Linked DNA regions of Podarcis muralis: region 1 is linked to region 2. A link is a contact called in public Hi-C data. All regions are on one chromosome and are shown on one strand. Each heading gives the region's core, a stretch centred on a gene start, on an enhancer-like site or on the middle of the called end of the contact. The rest is flanking DNA. Distances are from core to core; before and after follow the strand shown. Region 1 holds the start of RMDN2 (regulator of microtubule dynamics 2). Region 2 holds the start of YIPF4 (Yip1 domain family member 4).

Region 1 (5,827 bases), core at 3,098-5,597, 160 kb before region 2:
CTCTAGTGGCCAATTCTCAGACCGGTCCTATTGAAACATGATGCATTGGAGGAGAACGTCAAGACTGCAAGAGGTTTTGTAAGGAGGACTATTAGAAATATTGCAAGAAAGAGTACAAGGAGAATTATTCGTTAATGACAATTAAGAGTAATAGAGAAATTAAGAAATGCAGAATAAGTGACAAAGAATGAAAAATCATCAGAGGTGTTGACGAAAGTCTAGAACATTGCATAAGATAAGAAGCTATGTTATATGACTTTTGGAAATGCTATATTACAAAACTAATTAAAATGTGTGTGTGTGTGTGTGTAATCTGAGGCCCCTCAAAAAAGGTCCAGAGGGCAGCAATACTAGGATGGGCCTTTTCAGCAGTGGCTCCCTGTTTGTGGAATGCTCTCCCCAGGGAGGTTCACCTGCCACCTTCATTACATATCTTTAGCTGCCAAACAAAAACTTTTCTCTATAATCAGGCCTTTGGCTGATTAAATTGTGATTTAATTTAATCTATTTTCTGATTTAATTAAAATTGCCTTTTAAATTGTGTGTGAGGGATATTGTTTGGTTTGTTATTATGTTATGTATTTTTATACTGAAAACCACCCTGTGACCCTCAGGTGAATGAATGAACAAACAAATGAACAAGGAAGCAAGTGAGCAAGCAAGCAAGCAAGGAAGGAAGCAAACAAACAAACAAACAAACAAACAAACAAACAGTAAATTGAATCCACTTACTCTGAAGTAAATCCAGCAAAGAGAGGGCAGAATAAGGAGTCTTGGCAAATGTGTTTCTAGAGCTGTCACAAGCTCAGTGATCCACTCTCGGTACTCAATTAAATATTAGCACTTATTTGATAAATAATTGCACAGAAACATCAATATAATGTATCTACGCAAATACTAATATTATTAGCTTGGTTATGATACAATTATAAGCATGCACAGAAACTTTGTTATCTAAGTTGAGGCTGTCTTTTTTGTGTTCCGTTGAAATTAAGAGCTACTTCGCAATCTCTTCTCCCTGAGGTTATTATTAAGTGGGTCTGCTTTGTTATGATTTTTGGGGGTTTGTTTTGCTATGTTTCATTACCTTTTCCCTTCTTACTAAAGTTGTACTGATCAATGGAAACTGCCTTGGTTTTACAAGGTGGGAAGGCACAGCTTATGCCTTCTATTAAATACATAATACGTAGTACATCAGCATGCACCTACAACACCAGATATGACAGTCTGGTGGATATTTTTCTGAGTGGAATTTCTGGCACAAGCACACTGCTGTAGGTTTAGATTTTATAGTGAATTGGAATTAACTAAACCATTTCCAGGCAACGTCAGCCCTGGAAAGTGATACAGGAGCGACCCAGTATTAGATATTATCGGCAGAAGTGCCGACACAAAAGCAGAAGGGATAATGTTTCACCAAAGGAATTGTATTTTCCATTGTTAACAGCTCTTAAGATGGGAGGAGAGCAAGAAGCACAAGTTCTATTCAGCTGCAATGCTAAAGGTTTCTGGAGTTGAAGCAAACCAAGGAGCACAACTAGTGCGTAATATTTGAAAACAACCACATAAAAGCCAAACTGAGGGCGCGTTTGCAAGAGCGAAGGCAATACATCCCTTTGCCATAGGCTTTCCTAAAATATACTGATATTTGAAAGATTTTGGGCTACTTCATGCAATGCAAACTGGCTGGATTTTTGGGTTGCTCCGAGTTGCCTTGGGCAAGATAAAGCAACTAACAAATGTAATAAATAATAATAGTACTAATAAAATGTTGAGAATGCAGCTTACCTGCCACTGATTTCCAATATTGCTTCCCCCCTGCCCTGGGGTGGGCAGCTAGCTCAGGTTTAAAACTAAGCACTTCCCACCACAGCTTCACCTGAAGCGACTGAGCCTCAGACTCGTACCCCACTCCCTTTTTCCTTCAGCAATGCCACAGAGATCAGAAACATTTGCTTCTGTTTCCAATGGCAAATTGCCATTATAACTGAACCAGGAGCTGCTGTTTGGATAACTACAGGTAAAGCTCTAACAAGCCATGATCTAGAGAGTGGATTTGCAAATTACTTACACTCAAAATAGTGATTAATAAATATGTAATAATATATTATTAGAGGTTGGGATGGACCTGAAATAATTCATAAATACCTACCCGCCTTCACTTTCTGCTTCTTCAGAACTGTTGGTATCTGACACAGCTTTGCCAATCTCAGTCTTCCTCTTCTTTGTTCCTCTGTGCAAAGGGCTGCTCCTGCGAGAATCTGTTCTCCCCTGGAGTTCATCCCGGACAAGTTCTTCCAACTTTGGAATTGCTTCTTTCAGAAATGCTACTTCTCTCTTAAGTTCTTCCACAGTTGCTATTAAACCATTCATTTTTTCCAGTACCTGAAGCTGCCTTCCTTGCAGTAGCATCACGGTTCCTTGTTCGTTATGAGTTTCATGTGGAAAATTTACCAAGTCAAAACTGCCCTCTGAATTCAAAAAGGTAGGCAAGTACATGGCTTTACTGCATTTCTGTGTCTTTCGATACCAAATGAGGCCCAAGGTTATTCCAGCAGCCCCGGCCATTAGGCCAAATAATATTTTTTTGCTTTCGGGATAAGGCATGACTTTTCTCTTCTGAAATGATATAAAAGCCATAAGAAAACTGGGTTTACAACGTTGCATGCGAAACTCCTGGCTACTGCAATGTAGGCTATAGAGAGATGACAGCTTCATTTACAAACCAGTTATACAGGGATTCTTGGTTAAGAGGCATTTAGGTCACAACCCCGAACATGCTTGCATAGAAATAAATGTGGGACAGCTTCATATGACAATTGCATAATGGGGCTGTTTTGCATTCTAAGCAATGTTTGTATTGTTCGAAACCAATCCGGGTTTTGAAGAACAATCCATTCGAACTTTGCCCTTATCACTGCATGGTACTACCAAGCTCAGCATATCTTTAGTATTTGTTTTGCATCATCCTCATCAATTTCATCATCACTCCCGATCCACGCCCAAACTAGCAATTATTCTAGTTCCATATTAAAGACATGTGCCATTCTGGTTGGCTTTCAGAGTTCAGCTAGCAAACGGACGAGAAAATCAATAGTATAATTGGTGAGCACCAGGCAACATGATTAAGTGCACTTAATTTTGCTCAGAAGTGTGGCTCGCGTTTCTATTGTCTTTTAATACCTGCATTCTCTGCCCAGAGCCTTTGGGATGCAGTCTGCTACAAAACTAATATATAATTGAAAAGTCAGAGGGAACCCAAGGCTCAGCACGACCGAGAAAAACACGACAACTGAACGGTCCCGTCTTCTACGTACCAATTTTGTTGGAAACCGATGAAATCTACTTCCAGTAAACTCTGGTTTTTATTTGGGAGAGTCACAGAGGCAGCTGGCATTGGAGAAACTGGGCAACTGTGAAGGCTGACCTCTGTAACTAGATAGCAGTTGCGCAGTTTCAGCAAACTCTGGAAGTAAATGATTGTTGATGAGGAGTGAAATGATAACAGCTAATGGGGATACTTGCACGCACAGCACCCATTTAAACCACACACAAATCCTGAGAACTGTAGTTTCTAAAGGGTGCTGGGGACTGTAGCTCTGGGCTAGGAAAACTATAGTTCCCCCAAAACATTTTTGGGGTGGGGAGGGTGCGGCGTCAGGGCTGGATTTAGGTTTGATGAGACCCTAAGCTACTTAAGGTAATGGGGCCCTTTATATGTCCCGCTGTCCTTTGTCAACAACAAATTGTCCCTGTTTTTTGTGTTGAATATATGCTATATGGCAATTTATGGACCTAAAGCCATTTGCACATGACAAAATATGCATTTTATCAAAGTAATTGTTGAACTGAAATACAATTAAGAAGTTTATTAATAGTGGAAAATTTTTAGTGGGGCCCCAAGAGAGTGGGGCCCTAAGCTATAGCTTATACGTAAATCTGGCACGGGGGGGGGCGTGCGGGAGGGAGATGTGCTTCAAACCCGGGGGGGGGGGGCGCATGCAGCCTTCTTGCAATACAAGCAGCCCTAGCTAGGAAGTAAGAACTGACCTGGGCAGTCGCTTCGCCTCCCTTGAGCAAGCAGCCGGCAAACAGGCAGGACCTGAACCGAGCCCCAGAGGAAGCTGGGGAGAATGACCCTCAGGTGCCCCACACACCCAGTTCCTCCTTGGAGCGCCGCGGGCACCTGCGGAGGGGTTTGCAGCGTCAGCTCTTCTTCCGCGCCAAGGCAGCCCCCCGCGAGGCTGTTTCAGCTGCTTCCAAGTTGCTGCCTCAACCTCCTTCGCTCCCGAGCCGTCACAGAAAAGAGGCGGCGTCCGCAGCTCAGTGGGCGGCCCCAGATGCCGAGACCCGGATATTGGTGGGCGGGCGCCCTACCTGCTTGCCTGCTTCCCCGCGTGGGGGGCGGCGCGGGGCGCGCGACTTTCTGCTTGCCTCCCAGCTGGAGGGCGGGAGAAATGGCGGGTATGGTGGTCACAAGTAGCCTATCCTTCCGGTTCGGTTCGTGAAGGTTTTCCCACAGAGTTAGTCCCAGGAAAGCAGCGGCCCGCCAGATGTTCACTAGACTACAACTCCCATCGTCCATGGCCATTGGCCGTGCTGGCTGCGGCTGATGGGAGTTGGAGTCCAAATATTGGAGAAACTTGTCCGCACCAGACAATGTATTGGATCCAGTCCCCGCAGATGCAGCCGCTGTTTTGTGGTGTTGTTGTTTTGTCAGTGTCCTGGGTTAAGCATTTCCCCTATTTTTGCTGCCGGGAGTTGCCTTGAGAAAACTGTGCTCAGGGTGAGTTGCCAGCGAGATCATCCTTTTGCGCTCTTCTGCGTCTTGTTCAGAGGTCTGATCCTGTGCAGGTCTATTCAGAGCAATTTCCCCCATGTTCAATGAGGCTAACTCCCAGGTAACCTGTGCCCACTTACCTGAGAGTAAGCCCCGTTGAACTTCGAGGGACTTCCTTCCGAGTAGACCTACACGGGATCGATTGTTATTTCGACCACCTTGGTCATATCAACCAAAGACAAGGAAAATAATATAAACTGATAAAATCTTGAAGAGCAGTGTGCACCAAAGTATTCCTTTATATTAAAATATGTCAAAATACCAATAACAACATAATATAATAATACCAATAATATGCAAAGGTTAAAAAAGAATAAAAGAAAATCTATATCAAAATACAAGTGGTTAAGCAAACTTAATACATTTTAAAGCATCCAGATAACTTTCTAAATTAAATCATCCAGTTAAATAATTGCATTTACCGTATTAGCCTCGATAAAATTTCTCCTCAGCTTTTGGGCTGCCACTGCAAATCTTCTAACTCTGTCACAAATTTGTCACACTTGGACAACAACTATGCAATTTTTGCTGGATCATCATCAGGTATCTTACTTAACAATTTCACGATAAACTTTGTCCTTAGTTCAGAATACAATGAGCAGTCTAGTAAATAATGATAAAGATCTACTTTATGTACTTGGGCACCACATATACATAAGGCTGTGTTAACTTATCGCATGGATTCTCAAATCCATGCGATAAGTTAAGAAAATGCAACTGAGGAGGATTGTGCAGTCTGTCTCGGAGGCACTGGCTGCATTTTATTTCTAATCATTTCTGAAGCGACTCGGTTTATAGTTATCATGTACTCGCTCCTTGGAAAATGACCTTTTGTCTTGTCCTTGAAGATATCCCAAAGTTATTCTCAAGTGAACTAGAACATTTCTTACACAGCCCTACCATCCTTCAGCCAGGCAAGAAAGAGGCATTATTACTGTTGAAGGACACATTCCAGCCAGGCAAAAGCCCTAAAAGAGAGTGGAGAGC
Region 2 (5,874 bases), core at 2,950-5,449:
AAATGAGTTTCCAAGAACTGCAACTAGCGCTTTTTCCACTTGATAATTTCCTTCCTTTTTCATGGATTCTATTTTTGATGACAGATCATGGGAAGATGGCAATCCAAAAAGACCGTCTTGCTGATGAATGGCTGATAGGTGCCTGATAATTTTCTGGTGGCTTCAGTTTATAATCTATAAGTATACAGAAAAAGAAAGAAAGAAAAAGAAGTAAACTGTGGTAATGTAGTAATAATATCTGAGATGCTATTCATTCATAGAAGGTAACTATGCCCTCTGGCCGCCTCCTTATCCCAATTGGATGTTAATAACTTGGAAAGTCTCCAAGTGTATTCCTGGAAAGACTTATGAAAAATTCAAGATACCGGCTTTAGTCTCTGAGCTGTGTATTTATTCATGAGGACTATAGCTAGCAGGACTTGTTCTTTCACACTGGAGAAATCCTCAGGCTGAAAATCAAATTTGTGGTCAAATACTCCCTCTAGTGCTAAATCTCCACAGGGGTTTATGCTTAGGCGAAAATGGTCTTCACAAATCCCTCTGCTCTTGTGCTTGTTTCCCCCCGCCAGCAAATCATGTATTGTAGAGAAGAGAATGTTTTGTTTTGTGGATTTAAAGTAGTTTCCCCCACTTGGATGGCACAAGCAATAATTACAAACAAAGGGGTCTTCATATGGTTCTTGACCTGATTTCTGAAAAAAAGAATCTGTTGTATCCAGTTGAGACAACAAGCCCTCTGCTAACTGGCCTTTCAATACATTTCTAACTAGCTGTTTTGCACTTTCCTCAGCCAGATCACCTGTCTCATAAATCAGCGACCCAAAAAGCCTCAAACTTCTAATTAACTCAGTCTTTGTAGTAACAACGACTGTTTTTTAATTTACAAATGTCTTTGATCAGTGATTCTATTTCTGTGCATCTCTGGGGTTTGAATTCATCATATCCATCAAACAGAAAACTCCTGTTTGCCCATCTCGTAAGAGGTTGCTCGTAAGAGGTTGCTCACACACTGTTTCATACAGTCCAGCCTGAGTACTGCTCAGACTGATAAAGAAAACAAGCTTGAATTTTCTCATCGAAGGTTGGTTTCCATTAGCCCACAACCAGGCAATCCTTTTGAGGAGAGTTGTTTTTCCTTTGCCAGCTTCTCCCTCTATTATACAGGTTGCCATATTTCAAAAAGTTGTTGAGTTTTTGTTTTTGTTTTGCAAAATCTCCCAAAAAAACCCAAGGTTTTTAAAGAAAATTCACCAAAAAAATCAAGACTTCCGAGATGAGCTGCCATATGCCAGACATTTTAACTGATTTTAGAAAATTCCACCCAGACGCTACTTTTGGCAGACGAATCCCAGCTATGTCCGGGAAATTACGGATGTATGGCAGCCCTAATGAGCCATCTTCTAGTTCATCTAAAAGGGCATTTAAAGACAGCTGTCCTAGCCTCCAAAGCAAAGTATCTGTATAAGTAGTTGTAAAATAAAAAATGATGTCAATTTATTCACGCAGTAGGTGAAAATTTTAAAATAATGGATTCTTATAAAAGTCAGCTAAATCCTGAACCAAGCAATCAAGGTGTTCTTGAGACATTTGTCAAGCAGCACCTGAAAAATAACAATTGCAGGAACATCTTAATACAATGGTGATGAACTTTGCTATTTGATAGCTAAATTGCAAGAATATAAACTAACCATGTTGCTGGACTCTCAGCTCCAATCAAGGGTGCCAACTTGAATAAAATAAAATACAATACAATCCTAAGCATGCCTATTCGGAATTAAGTCCCAGTGAATTAAATGTGCTTATTATCAAGTCACTGTGTACAGGGTTTATTTATTTTTTTAAAAATAATGTTTATTAAAGATTTCCAAAAAAGTTAACAACCCAACAAAGAAAACCACAAGAAAAACAACAGCAAACATCAAAAAATCTCAATAGAAAAAACACCCAAGAAAAAGAAAAATACAACAACAAAAAAATTTAGTATAAAAAGAACACTCTTTCATTTTGATAACTTTCAATACCTTATTCTCATTTACTTCCACCCGCCTTCCCTTCTTGTATTCCAATTTAAAAATTAGTTCAGCAAGATCATTAACTATTCATCTTAAGCCTTTATCCTTCTCTTTATAATCTATTTATCTTGGCCACTTAAACCCCATCATTTCATTTTTAATGCCCTCAGCATTCATAGATTTTACAATGTTTTTGTAGATAAACTTTAAACTTCTTCCAATCCTCTTCCACCTGCTCCTCTCCTTGATCTCGGATTCTGCCGGTCATTTCAGCCAGTTCCATATAGTCTATTACTTGCATCTGCCATTCTTCCAGAGTGGGTAGATCTTGCGTCTTCCAATGCTTTGCAATAAGTATTCTTGCTGCTGCTGTGGCATACATAAAAAAAATTCTATCCTTCTTTGACACCAATTGGCCGACTAAGCCCAGGAGAAAGGCCTCTGGTTTCTTCAAGAAAGTATACTTAAATACTTTTTTCAGTTCATTATAGATCATTTCCCAGAACGCCTTAATCCTTGGGCACGTCCACCAAAGGTGAAAGAATGTTCCTTCAGTTTCTTTACATTTCCAACACTTGTTATCGGGCAGATGATAAATTTTTGCAAGCTTGACTGGTGTCATGTACCACCTATAAATCATTTTCATAATATTTTCTCTTAAGGCACTGCATGCCGTAAATTTCATACCGGTGGTCCACAACCGTTCCCAGTCAGCAAACATAATGTTATGACCAATGTCTTGTGCCCATTTTATCATAGCCGATTTAACCGTTTCATCCTCAGTATTCCATTTCAACAGCAAATCATACATTCTTGACAATATCTTAGCATTGGGTTCTAACAATTCTGTTTCCAACTTTGATTTTTCCACCTGGAAGCCATTTTTCCTGTCCAAATTAAAGGCCTCTCTTATTTGAAAATAGTGTAACCAATCCCGCACCTTATTTTTAAGTTTCTCATAACTCTGCAATTTCCACCTGTCCCCTGCTGTGTACAGGGTTTAGACCGAAATAGACTCATGTTGTTTGTGTAGTGGGGGGTGGGGGAGAGCTTCCAGATTGTAGCAGCACCCTAAATTGCAAATGTGTTGTTAGCAAGTTATTTTTACTTACTGGATTTCCCTCATAAAGGGCTAAATTCTGATTAAGTTGGGGAGTGTTGATGCCAACAACATAGTATAGATGCAGGAAAGAACTTGCATGCATGAGCACCAATCCCACTATAAACACCCAGCTGGGAGCAAAGAGAGGATGTGTGTACACACATCATTTTGGAGTGGACTGGATGCATCCCATGTATGCACGTTTTTCACGTCTGTCCTTATCTAAGTGGCAGAATCCACCCCAATCAAACTGGATTTCCCCTGTTTGTGGAAAATCCATTAGGAAAGGGGGGGGAGAACCAATATAAATTTGCATGCTACTCCATTGTGGACACACTTATGTGACCGTGTGTGGCTGGTCCCCCCCCACCTTTTTCCCTTTTCACATATGTGATGATGTTTTTGCTGAGTACAAGGCTTCAAAGGCTGAAGTATAAAGTACAGCCCAGGTGTGAAAGAGAACCTAGGATACTCAAAGGTAGAAAACATAGCCTGCCGTTGTACCTCAGTGGCAGAATATCTGCTTTGTATGCAGAAGGAAGACATAATAATAATAATAATAATAATAATAATAATAATAATAATAATTTGTTTTTACCCCGCCCATCTGGCTGGGCTTCCCCAGCCACTCTGGGCGGCTTCCAACAAAACCTCAGGCTCATTCCTAGGCATATCCAGGTAGGGCAATCCCCAGAAACCCTGGAGAGCGGCTGCCAGTCAGCGCGCCGTAGACCCCACTGAGCTAGCTGTGCTGGTCTGACTTGGCGTCAGGCGTTTTCCAATGCAAGGCGTGGGCGTGGCCAATGACGCGCGAGTTGCAGGGCTATAGGGGCGGGAGCCCGAGGAAGGCGGAGTTAGGCCTCCCGTGGCCGGATGCGCTCGCATCCTCCCCTCCCTCTTCGCAATCGTCCACATCGAATCTATTTCCCCCTTCCTCATCGCGAGCTCCCATTCAGCCAATCACTGGGCTCGGTGGCCCCGCGCACCAATGAGATTTGCCGCAGAGGTGGGCGAGGCGACGGCAACGAGGAAGCGCTTTTCATCCCGGCCAATCGGAGAGGGCCTTACTGAGGCCCACTCGGAAGGGCGGCCTCACTGTTGTTTTGTCCCTCAGTCAGGAAGAGGCGGAGGAGGCTGCGGTGGCAGCAGCAGCAGCAGCAGCAGCTTTGGCTCGGCTCTGCTTCTCCGGGTTGCTGCCGACGGGCTTCCCGGTGGTGTCGCTCGCTCGACGGGCCCGGCTTTCGAGGCTTTAAGCGGGCGGGGTGATGCAGCCTCCGGGCCCCCAGCAGCCCCCACGGCCCCCGCCGCCTCCGCCCCTTTACGCGCCCAACAACGGGGACTTCACTTTCGTCTCTTCGGCCGACGCCGAAGGTAGGAATGGGGGGGTCTTGCAGTGGGAAGGAAAAGGGCGCCCCTTCCCGGAGCTGCGTCAGGGGCGGCAGCCGCATACCTGGGGCTGCCAGGCTGAATAAGCGGGTGCCGTCGTGCTTCTTTCTGCTGTTTGGGTGTGGGAATGTGATCCAGTGCAAATACTCCGCCTTCTGGCCCCCGTCACAGGGTTTGCGTGGCAAAAGGCACCTGCGTGCAGATGGGGCGTGTTTGACCCGCTTAAAAAAAGAAGCAGATGCAGATGGCGAGGGAGTTTTCTGGTGGGGGTGCATGCAAGCTTTTGAATGGCAAATGAATGGAGGGCTAAATAAAATAGGTATGTGAGATTGACAGGCCACCCACATCTTCGAGGCTTCTTCCTTTTACCTGCTTTTGGTTGCCTCACCCTGCACACAGGATTGTCTGGAGCGGGCAAATCCTGCCATGGAAACTTGTGCTTTGGGAATGACCAGTTTTGTGCTGGGGAGAAATGGATTAGGTGTGCGTGGACGACTATATTGCAGCACATTTCACACATCCTGTCTTATCTGAGAAGGCCGACTTCTGTATTTTCAAGAACCACTGTGCTATTTAGACAGTGGTCTGCCAAATTCTTTGGTGCCCAGATAGCACTATGAAGCGTATCTGATTTAGCTGCCCACATCAACCTCCTTTGTTGATTGGGATTGTGGCACAGTAGGCAGTACAGTCTTGACAGGGGTCCTTAAGACCAGCAGAAAAAACCAATATGCAGCGCGTTAGCCAATGTGCCACTTTGTTGGGTTGCGGGGAGCAGAGACAAAATGTTAGATCCTGGATAATTCAATGATCTCTTATAATAATCTTTTCTATAATTTTAGTATATTCCACTTTTGTGGAATATATGCATCGAAACTCATGCATAACCACCTATTCTGTATTTTTGGTAGCTTTCTCATAAATGTGTCATTTTCCCTGTCAAGATCTGAGTGGTTCAATAGCCTCTGCAGATGTGAAGCTCAACCTTGGTGGAGGAAATGGGGAATTTATCAAAGAATCTACTGCAACTACATTCCTGAGGCAGAGAGGATATGGCTGGCTTTTGGAAGTAGAAGATGATGACCCTGAAGATAATAAACCTCTTTTGTAAGTAACATTACTCCGAGAGTCTTAGTTTAATTTTGTATTTGAAGCGGTTACTTGCTTTAGGTCAGTATTGTGTGTAAATGGTGAACAAGGATGCAATAGGAAAATCATTAACTCTTCATTAACTACAGACCCTTGAATAAAGTGTAAACACAGATTATTTGTGTCTCATTCAAGAGATTTTTTTTGCATTATAAGTAAAGGTTAGAATTCAAGACAATTCATCACTGTTCATAGTGGACACATTCTCCCATTACACTAAACTGT

Evidence for each region. Hi-C and Micro-C count contacts between places; a contact is called where the count stands out from the background.
Region 1: a contact with region 2 is called in a Hi-C map of tail, with 4 times the contacts expected there. The contact joins the promoter of RMDN2 here to the promoter of YIPF4 in region 2. A contact is called at or near these places in 2 of 3 Hi-C or Micro-C datasets (blood and tail).

The regions. Positions count from the first base shown.
Region 1 is chr3:40,289,837-40,295,663 of rPodMur119.hap1.1, reverse strand. RMDN2 (regulator of microtubule dynamics 2) reads right to left here and starts at 4,347. Exons shown (of 10, transcript XM_077925696.1): 1 at 4,051-4,347; 2 at 2,153-2,619. The coding sequence starts at 2,607.
Region 2 is chr3:40,125,759-40,131,632 of rPodMur119.hap1.1, reverse strand. YIPF4 (Yip1 domain family member 4) reads left to right here and starts at 4,199. Exons shown (of 5, transcript XM_028724277.2): 1 at 4,199-4,485; 2 at 5,445-5,607. The coding sequence starts at 4,380. It overlaps NLRC4 (NLR family CARD domain containing 4), which reads right to left and starts at 1,821. Exons shown (of 5, transcript XM_077925693.1): 1 at 1,001-1,821; 2 at 878-998; 3 at 693-876; 4 at 622-691; 5 at 1-619. The coding sequence starts at 1,172. The coding sequence ends at 255.